Linked DNA regions of Ovis aries: region 2 is linked to region 1. A link is a contact called in public Hi-C data. All regions are on one chromosome and are shown on one strand. The core of a region is the stretch at or near the end of the contact, and the rest is flanking DNA. Distances in the headings are between cores, read along the strand shown.

Region 1 (5,036 bases), core at 818-3,317:
ACTGTAGATGCCTAAGAATACAAAGATAAACACTAAGAAAGATAATATTATTGACTAAAATTGGAAAGCAAATGAGATGAGAGAGAATGCAAGCTAATTTTATTTTGCTCAGAATGTGAAATCAGTGCACAAGAAAGACACTATTAGTATTTATAACACATCTTTAAAAATGAAAGAAACGAGATCAAACATAGAGGTTATACCGATAAAGTTATCTATCCTACGATAAAAGTAGAATTCAGCTCTGTGCTGTATATAAAAGACTTGCCTAAAACGAAGTGATTCAGAAAGGCTAGAAATAAAAGGCTATGCAAAGTTGCGCCAGTCAAAAGCAAACAGAAAGAAAGCAGGAGTCAAGGCTCTGATACCAGACAAGGTAGAATTCAAGCCAAAAATATTAATCAAGACAAAGAAGATGCTAGATAACCATGCTGTTGAGAAATGAATCTTTAAGTTTAGTTCATTCATTAATTTATATAGTACAGAAACCATTTCCATCATCACAAGAAAGTTCTGTTGGGTAGAACTGCTTTATATTAAAGACTCCAAGTTACAATGAGGATATGACAGTTATAAATATCTACATACCAAATAACATAGCATCTACTTTAAAACAGCAGAAATGATGAAAAGATGCATATCCACTACAAGAAAAGACTTTAAAATCAAATTTCTCCATTCAAGACCAACAAGTGAAAATATCTAGAGCTTAAGTATTGAAACTGAAATATACACACTGCAGGAAGGTTTAATGAGCTGATCATTCTTTAAGTTCTCAGAATCTCTCTAAATACTCTCTTCTCCCAGCATATGGTTTGCATTTGCAGCCCTTGAAAACATTTGGTGATTTCTTAATAAATTTTCAGTGTTTCTAATGAATATGCATGGCTATAGAAGGAATTATGGAACAAATGAACTGCTCTAAAAACATATTTGCATCATAAGTGTACTAACCTTCAGGGTTGTGCTGTGAATACAATTTGTGGGAATTTTTGAAGTGTTCTGAATTTTTAGGAAGAAAGTCACTGCATAAGCATTTCTGTTTTGGCTTTTTAACTGAGTACATGGGTCCCCAAGGAAAAACCATTTTTGTCTTGCTTCAACTATTCACTCCAATTAAATCCTACAACAGTCGGGTCCATTTGAGGAACAATGCGCCTGGCTCAGCTGACATTTCCTCTGATGATAAGCTATTTGAAAACCATTTCTTGACTTCCTTTCTTAAGCCTACAGCCTGGTGACTGGCGGAATACTCTAAACTTTGGTACTGTTACTGGAGCCCAGGTAGAAGGGAGACTCATGCTGGGCTTATCCTCTCTTTTTTTTGGCCACGCAGCTTGGGGGATCCTAGTCCCATGAACAGAAATTGAATGCCGGCCTTCAGCAGTGAGAGTATGGAGTCCTCACCACTGGACCACCAGGGAATTTCCCCTGGTCTTGTTTTTAAACTGAAGACCCATCAATGGCCCACCCACTTCAGCTTCCCAACAAACACAGGGCGGAATTGTTCACCAGGGGAAGAGGTATAGAACAAGATGGAACCCCACCAAAGCCACAAAACCCACCTCTGCTTCCTTCTCTGAGAATGACAGTGCCCCTCACAAATGGTGACCCAACACTCTAAGGCCATAGAACAGTTTTCTTCAATAGGTAGGTGTTATGGTAACACAGGACTGCCTACACCTATTACAATTGCCTTTAAGGCTGCATAGGGTCAAGGATTACTTATAGGAAAAGGCTTCTTCCTTTGATCCTTTTATCCTTCCTGGTTAAATATGTACATGGACTAGCTTGTGCTGCAGATGCTATTTCTCATTTCAATTACTTATCACCTTTCCTTTGAACCTCTGTATCACAGGGCAGCATAAAGATAGGACCATCCAGGGCTGAAGCCAAGGGCACTGAAAATGTTCCCATGGCCAAGAAGTGCTTGCCCACCTTGACAACTCATTGGATGGCTTGTCCATCCTTTTTCCCAGAAGCAGCGTGTTGCCACTAGTCAGCTGTGTGTGACCAATGTGGATGTGCCAGCTTAAGATGGTCACTTTTTTAACTTTGACCAGCCCAGTTTAGCTGTAGATGATGATGATAAAGTTGCTCTCACTGGATGAGAAATGAAACACCATATCCACTTTGAGGTACTTCATCACAAACAATGTATTTGCCAACATCCAAGGGAACTTATAATCTGATATAACTTGATCATCTTCCTGTGACGTATATCAGAGGAGAAGGTCACCTTCAGTTCATCTTTGGCATGACTCCTAAAGTGGTGTGAAATATCAGAAGTGGTGAGTGTTGGGAGGACAAACATATCATCTGGGAAGGTGACCACATCAGTGAAGGCAGCATGAACTCAGGCCTCGCTGGGGAGTCTATCAAACCTTAGAGACGAGTCAGGAGAGGCAGCACTTCTGCATAAGGCAGCCTTTCGGGAAGGCTTTCTGTCACACATGTAAGTTGGTGACTGGAAGGCTGCTTCCCCAGGGACTCAAACTGTTTCTGTGTTTTTAGTATCTGTTTATTTATTTGGCTGCACGGGGTCTTAATTGCAGCACACGGGATCATTGATCTCTGCTGCGGCACGCAGGAGCTTTAGTGGTGGCATGTAGGACATGGTTCCCAAGTGTGTATGTGTTAGTCTCTCAGTCGTGTCCAACTCTGCCAGGGGTCAAACTCAGGCCCTCTGCTTTGGGAGCTCGGAGTCTTAACCACTAGACCACCAGGGAAGTCTCCACATGGAAACTGTTTGGCTTAAAGAAATGAAGCAAATGCCTAAAGACATTTAGCTGTCCAACTCTTTGTGACAGCAGCAATGAAGCAGTCTGTTTTTGCAGGGGAGGTAAACTGCAACATCCAAGGGAACTTCAGCCTAAAGGAAGCCTCACACACCCAGTCTGAAGGGTGAGTTAGCCTTGATAATAGTGGGTTGGATGAACCCAGTGGAGGAAAGCCCTGTTTGGATTCACTGTATTTACATATATGGGCATTTGGGTCTATCTTTCTCCCAGAGGGGCTACTTCACTAGTGAATCCTCAACAGAGTTCTCACAATATACAGGGTTTGGAGGATTCCTTTTTACACTTCTGAATCACAGAAGTCCAATCTTCTGGAGTCTTACCCTCTTTCTTATTAGTCTTGGATGGAGCGGAGAATTTGCTTAGCAGTTCATGTTCTGGAATCCAGGCCATGGTCTAAAGGCAGGCTCCTTTCACCCAAGATTGCAGACCATGGGATTGGCCAACATATAGTAGAGGTCTCAGAATCAGAGCCTAGACACGTGGCCCCAGTGCATAAGCCAGTCCAAGTGACTGTTTGGAGAAACCCAGAGAATCTATTTTTGTCTTCATTCATTTAAGAAATATTCATTGATAGTCAAACAAATGCCAGGTACTTGTTCAGGAATGTAGGGGTTTGTCTACAAACAACAACAAACTATATATCTCTCCTTTGGGGTCCTTACATTTGGTAGGGAAGAAGACAGTGATGAAGGAAGACAGACGTGGGCAATAGAAGCCAACTGGAAGGTGTCCCAGAATCAGAGGCAGGTATCTGCTGGTTCATCCACAGCCTGCATGGACCTGAGAGGCGCTTTCCTGGAGCCTGAAGCTGGGCAATGAAGCCAGCCAACGGACAGCCTCTCTCCATTCCTGTTTTTTTCCATTTGTAAAACTGAGATTATGATATCTGTTTGCAGATGCTTTGAATTCCAGGTGTGCAAAACGATCCCTGAAGTGAATGCAAAGTTATTCTCACTCCAGCATGAAAGTTCTCTGGGCTTTTTGATCTTGTCACATTTTGAAAGCCATGTGCTCCAGTAGAATGGCCCCTGGACTGCCCTCAGGGTACCCGTGTTCCGGTCCAGCTCTGCCATCAGAAGATGTGTAACCTTAGGCAGAGTGCTTAACCTCTTCGAATCCTAGTCTCTCTACCTATAATATGACTGTGTTGGGCCAGGTGATTGGTAAACTCAAAATTTTTCTAATCTCTGATGTACTTCAGAGAAGTATAATCACCTGAACCAGTCTTCCCAGTACAAATGGTACTCATGACTTAGGAAAATTCCCTGTTGTAGCTTATGGCCTGAAATAACAATTTTATCCTTGTTGTTTCCTAGACCAAAATTGTGTGTTTTTCCTACTTTTCAACTTCTCTCCTGAGCATTTAATTAGCAATTTCAAGATCTCTTCCAATAGTTTTGCCATCATATTTAGCTTTACGGTTGCTCTTATGAGTTTTTTTCTTGTTTTTCTTACTTCAAATCAATGTTCTTGTTACTTACACACATGGCCGTGGCATGTTAGTAATATATAGTAGCAGCTAAACATCAAGTATTTACTATAAGCAAGCACAAAACATCTCATATAATCATCACAGTAACACTAAGGGAAGCATCATTATCATCTTTATTTTTTAACAGAAGAAAAGATGCATTGAGGGGTAGGAGGTTTCCTAGAGTAACACAGCTAGTGAGAGCCCAGCTTGAATTATCTGACTCTAGAGTTCAAAGTCCAGACTTCTACTCCAAAGGGACTCAGTTGGCATCCAAAGAGAGAAGAGCACAGAGAGACAAAGAGGAAGGGAAAGAGAGGGAAAGGAAGGAAGGAAGGAGGAGAGAGGAAGAAAGCGGGGAGAAAAAGAGAGAGAAGAAGGAAGAAAAAAAGGAGGGAGGGGAAAGGGGAGGGAAAGGAGAAGAGAGGGAGGGAGAAAAGAGAAGGAAAGAGAAAAAAGAAAGAAAAGCAAAAAAATTAAAGAAAAATAATTTAAAATGTTTACAGTATTTTTTCATTGCATGGAAACTGTATTAATATTACAGTTTAGATTATCTGCTGTACTGAAAACTAAGACTTCTTATTTTAGCCATTACAATGTTGTTATCTGGGTCTATTTAGGAAGCAGCAAAATGGGGGCAGCATTCTAACCTTTGACTCTGAAATTAGATCCTGGGCCTGACAGCAAGGACAAAGCAGGCAGCATGTGGCCCAAGGTCAAAGACTGCCCAAGACCAACCCAAAGGCTCATGCCCTGATAGAGGT
Region 2 (5,745 bases), core at 3,238-5,737, 290 kb before region 1:
ACTGATCAGTAGAAGAAGAAAAGCAAATTCCTAGTCTGGCAGATGCTGCATAGAAATAGGTGCTGAGATATCACAGAGCAGGGATCCTAGCTCAAGCATAAAACCCAAGGAGACTCTCAAGTGGAAGGACTCTAAAAATAAAAATAGAAAAAGAGAACAACCATTTTATCCACACTGTACCCTGGGTGACTGGTCCTCTGCATTCTGGTCTTTCTTTTATAGAGGAGGAAACAGATTCAGAAAAGATGAATACTTTGTTCAAAATGGTGTGTAAACAGCAAAGGGAGGTGTGTGTGGAGGGGGTGGTAGACAAGATCCTAGGCTAAACCTTAAAGAGAATCTGTGCTCTGTGCAAATCCTTGCCAACTCTGGAGCAGCGATCATAAACGGGCGGGACACATAAGACAGGGACCACTTCCTCCCTTGGTAAAAATGAGTCCAAGTACCAGGTTCAGAGTCCAGTATCAGACGCTTAGCCCCCACTCTAGGGATCCTCCTGTGTCACTGAAATGGCCCAAGCCTAGAAGACTGAGAATCCACGTATAGTGAGTGAATCCAAGCTGAGGGGGAGCAGAGAGATGGGGGAGGAAGGTGAAAGGAGCTAGGCTGCTTGTCCTGGTTTTGTCATAGATCTTTCTTGTATGTATGCAACTTCTTTATGAAACAATGAGATTTTTTCCGCAACTCAATTCCAAGAGTCTGTGTGTCTGACTCAAAAGATAACTTCTACATTTCTATTTTCGTGTCAAGAACAGAAAATCCGCACAGAAACTTCCCAGAGCTGACTGCAGGAGAGAGGCTAGGCTAGATAGACTCTGTATCTAGGGAGGAGGGCCCTAACACTAGGTCTGGCTCTTACCATCTCATTTCCACTTGCTGCAAGGCCCCCAACTGGGCACTTTGATTCTCAGTCATTTTCAACGATGTAGCAAACCCCTCCCCTCCAACCCCCGCATCGGCCAATAGAGGGCGGCCTGTCTCTTCTTCCAGAAGTCTACCAGCCGCATACTCTGATTCCTTTTCCTTTCAGACCTGTTCGGTCCCAAACCCACCCCACCCCAGTTTAGAAGACTCTCTCCTTCCCCAACCAGCCCTTTCAAGTGCTTTTTAAAAAAAGGCATTTCCTAAAATCTAGAGAGAAGGGCGACAGATAGAAAAGTTCAAACAGCCTTTGGTCTGTAATTCTTCCATCCCTCTCTTCCACTCCTGTACTCATGCGTTGTTAGAAGTTCTGGCCTCTCCAATGAGCTGACAGTCTAATAGGGTGAATCAGAACTATTTAGAGAAAGGTTTATATTACAACGTATTTATTTACATATTTAATTTATATATTAATATAAGCATTTGTAATATAACATGATAGATGTAAGCAGAGGTGATTACAAAAGGCTATAGAACAGCTAAGGGAATAAGCTCAAGATGCTTCCCAGAAGAGGAGGCATTAAACCATATTCCATGTATGCTTCTAACTCTTATATTTGTACATGTCTCTCAGGGTCTGTATAACCCCCCTAGTTCCCTCTCTCCCTTGACCCCCAGTTGTCACCATGTTGGGCCCACCTAATCTCTCTTTTGAACCCTTAGTCTGTTTTCTGAAGATGAGGGAATCCTTTTGTGTCTGAGCCCCAATCGCATTGCCTTGGCTTCTGGCCACCTACTGTCTCTCCTGGATCCCAGAGGGGAAACGGCTATTTCATAACTGAGCTCCTACTTTACAGCTGTTTCAGGTAAGCTGCCAGGCCCTTGCAGGTTTCTTATTTGCCACTAGTTACAGGCCTTAAGGAACTATGCTTATTTTCTTTTTTGTTTCTCTATTAAGGCTATGGTAAAGGACCATGTGTAAGGAATTTTCTCAGCTGTTACATCCAAATTCGTGTACATTTGACTTCAATTCCCATGAGGAGTCAGACTATCACCTGTGTTGATCAATCTTCCTGAAGGTTCTACCTCTGGAATCCCAGGAATGATGTCCCTTGCTTGTGATCAATCTCTAGATTTCTCTAACTTTAATATATTGCCTTTAAAAATAAAATAAACAAACATAAAAGCAAGACCGTGGCAATGATTCTCTTTTCTTTCAACTACAGTAGCTTTCTCACTTCTGTATTTTTTTCCATCACCTGACCTTGGCTTTTCCTCTTAAGTCCTACAATGTTATCTGTTACATTTTAATAATGTCTTTATACTTGCATTTGAACAGAAATATAGATAACCTCCTCTGCAAGAGTGGAAAGGGCCTTTTAACACAGCTCAATGATGACAGCTTGTTGGCAAATCCCACGGTAGAGTACTGGTGCCTTGTTGGGGTCCAAGAAACAACCATGTTCAACAGCGTTGTATGTTTTATTGCTCTTGAATTTTGCTGATGGAATATCAAGCATATCTGAAATGATTTTACCACTTATAATACTTATAGTTATAGAACCTTAGGGTATGAGGTCCTTTGGAGATCATCTAACCTGACCTCCTACACAACTACAGGAACTGTCTCTACAACATCCCTGGAAACGAGTCATCTCAACAGCTCTTTAAATGCTTCCAGAAAATGGTATGCTCACTCCCCAGTTTCCACTGCTGACAATCAGTGATAATTAATGAGCCTCTTCCCCTTCTCAGGACAAAGAACTATGATTGGAGCAATGTTTAGTTTTCTGATTCCAATGACTGGGGAATATTCCACTGGTACCTTTGGCTTTTCCATTCGGGATTAGAGTGGTTAAACCAAAATGTTTATAAGAAGTATAAATTTGTTCCGCAAACAGAAGATTTCAAAGGCATCTTTGTTTCTTCTCTCCTTACACTGCTCTGCTATTAACTTTGGGTTCATTAGTCAGGATTTTCAGATCCACTTGGCTGCCACCTTCTTGCAGCCAGACCATCTTGGATCAAAAGGTCGGCAGGCCATTCCCATCTCACACCTGCCACAAGATCTGATTTTTCTTTCCTCCCACACTGATCCTAGTCACTTTCTGTTAATTCACTAATTTTATTGACCCTGTAACACATCCTGGGAATGGTGGGCCATTACAGAGCCTATCACTTCGAGATGCTTTTTCTGACAGCTACAGATGAGACACAACCTCCACACGATGCATTCTGCACCATTTCAGCTGCTTCTTTACCTGGTTTAACACAAAGAACATCTTCTTTATTAGCACATTCACGGAAAATGAAAAAAAAATTAAAACCCAATTTTGTCTACCACCTTGGCGAAAAGGGGGCAATGACAGATGACATTAATGACGCATGAGATATGCAGGTTTAGTCCTGTCAAGACTTGTAGTAGTCCAATTCGCCCTTACTCAAGGGAGAAAAATTCACCCCTACTTTCCATCCGCCCCCTCCTTTAATGAAGCACCTCGGCACAGACGGCAGAGCGACAAAACACACCAGGATGTGGACTCGAGCTACAACGGCCCCCAACAGTCTTCCCTCCTATCCTCCGGTATATTTACCTAGACCTTTTAAAGCACTTAATTAATTCACCAGCAGCTTCGCTGGAGGCGTCTCGAGCGTTCCGAGACTCCATTACATAATATCTTTTACAAACTCTATTCCCAGCTCGAGTGGAAGATGGATTCTCATCCAGTTTTGCAAAGGTTCCATGCGTTTTGCTTCCATTTCCCGGGTTTCGATCCGGCGGGCACCCCAGCCAAGGGCTGCAGCCTTCCACTCCGCCCCGAGCTCCGGGTTCCCCGCCACTCTCCGAGCTCAAAGCGTTTCCCGGAGGTGCATCTGCCTCGCCCTCGGGACTCCCAAGCCAACCACGGTGGCCCCGAAGGCTGGCGGGCGCTCGGGGACGCCGCAACTCTCGTAGCTCGCCGGTGCGCCCGAGCCGCAGCGCGCCGGCGATGCCGTAGCGGGAAAGGCGCGCGAAGACTCGGCCGCAGGGCCGGCTCGGTGCGCCGGGCTCGGGGAGGCGGAGGGGGAGGAGGGGGAGGAGGAGGAGGCGTGCGAGGGAGGAAGGGCCTGGCCGCCGGGGAGGGAGGGGGGAGGAGGGGGAGGGGGCCGGCCGGGCCAGGAGGGGTGGGGGGGCAGCCAATGAGCTGCGCGCGGCGCGGGGCGGGGGGGGCGCGGGTTGGGGGATGAGGTATGATGGGGGAGGGCGCAGCCCGAGCGGCGGAGGCTCGAGCCATAAACAAGCGCCCGGAGGAGCGGCGCAGGAGTGAGGCGAGCCGGGCGCGCGGAGCGGACGCCGCGGACCTTCTGCTGCGCCACCGCGCCCACTCGGCGGCTCGGGAGGCGGGGACCGGCCCGGAGGCTGCGCCGCTGCCGCCGCCACAACCACCGCCGCCGCGGGGTCGGCCGACGCGGAGGAGGAGAGAGGGAGGAGGCGCCGCCAGCCGGGGCTGGAGCCGAGCGCAGCCGCCGCCGCCGCCAGAAGTTTGGGTTGAACCGGAGCTGCCGGGAGGAAACTTTTTTTCTTTTTTCCCCCTCCCTCCCGGGAGGAGAAGAAGGAGGGGAAGCCACTGCTGGCGCCAACGCTAGTGGGCTTCGGGTCGGCGCGGCCCGCAGCGGGAGCGGGGGCCTCGCCCCGCGAGGGGAGGCTCGCCCCGGGGGCCCCGAGGGGGGCGGCGAGGACCGCGGGCTGCGGGTGCGGCGGCGGCGCGTGTGCCCCGCGCAGGGGAGGGCGCCCGCCCCGCTCCCGGCCCGGCTGCGAGGAGGAGGCGGCGGCGGCGCAGGAGGATGTACTTGGTGGCGGGGGGCAGGGGGCTGGCCGGCTGCGGGCACCTCCTGGTCTCGCTGCTGGGGCTGTTGCTGCTGCTGGCGCGCTCCGGCACCCGGGCGCTGGTCTGCCTGCCCTGCGACGAGTCCAAGTGCGAAGAGCCCAAAAGCTGCCCCGGGAGCATCGTGCAGGGCTTCTGCGGCTGTTGCTACATGTGCGCCCGCCAGAGAAACGAGAGCTGCGGCGGCGCCTACGGGCTCCACGGAGCCTGCGACCGGGGGCTGCGCTGTGTCATCCGCCCCCCGCTCAATGGCGACTCCATCACCGAGTACGAAGTGGGCGTCTGCGAAGGTACGGCCGCCCGCCGCGGGCCCCCTCCCACCTGGCCCGCGCCGCCCCCTCGGCGCTGGTGGCGCCGAACAAAGTTTGGCCGAGACTTTCCCGAGGAGAGAGGGCTCTTCGGAAAGGAGGGGCGCCCGCAACCCCCGGGAGTGAGCCCCGCGTCCCTGGGTTCCCAGCTCCCTGCTTCCCCGGATGCCTGGCCAGCCGCGGGAGAGGTTGGGTTGCGTGGGTGGGGGCCGGCGGGTGGGAGATCGCCCCCGGCCGCGCACAAACGCACACACGTGTGGCCCATCGGGTTGGGGTTGGGGTTGGGTGGAGTGGCCAGGCTGTGCGCCCGGAGGTGGGGGCGCCGCGGGCAGGGGGCACTGCGGAGGCTATGGCGAGCCCCTCGGGGAGTCCGGCCTCTGCCGCCCTCCCCGCACTAGCGCAGTGTGGAACCGAGTGCTGCACCACGTCCACTCAAGTCCATTTTCTGCTGGCGGAGGAGACGTGTCTCCAGCTCACACTCCCTGTGTGACTCTTGTATTATTTTTTCCTTGCGCTTTTCCTTCACCCCCTTCCTCCTCCTGCGCATATAAATCAGTTTCAGCTCCGGAATATGTCAGCCCAGGGGAAGTTACAGACGGTGGTTACTCATTTATTTGCCTATTGAAAGCGGTCAAAGGCTTTCTCTCCTGAATGAAGGGAGGGTTGGGGGGGAGGGCGGGGGGCTTGCACCTAGGAGTGAAAAGTTGTTT

Evidence for each region. A called contact is a pair of places that touch in the nucleus more often than the background predicts.
Region 2: a contact with region 1 is called in a Hi-C map of muscle, with 6 times the contacts expected there. The contact joins the promoter of CRIM1 here to the enhancer-like site in region 1. A contact is called at or near these places in 5 of 16 Hi-C or Micro-C datasets (hypothalamus, liver, muscle and 2 more).

Annotation. Positions count from the first base shown.
Region 1 is chr3:87,401,517-87,406,552 of ARS-UI_Ramb_v3.0, reverse strand. No RefSeq gene overlaps it. Among named protein-coding and RNA genes, the nearest start is that of FEZ2, 34 kb to the left of the region's middle. Within about 2 kb of position 2,067, at least 2 of the 54 cell types and tissues checked have an H3K27ac peak or open chromatin away from gene starts, as enhancers often do. A contact at or near this core is called in muscle, where this site is marked.
Region 2 is chr3:87,691,379-87,697,123 of ARS-UI_Ramb_v3.0, reverse strand. It overlaps CRIM1 (cysteine rich transmembrane BMP regulator 1), which reads left to right and starts at 4,487. Exons shown (of 15, transcript XM_060412267.1): 1 at 4,487-5,017. The coding sequence starts at 4,687.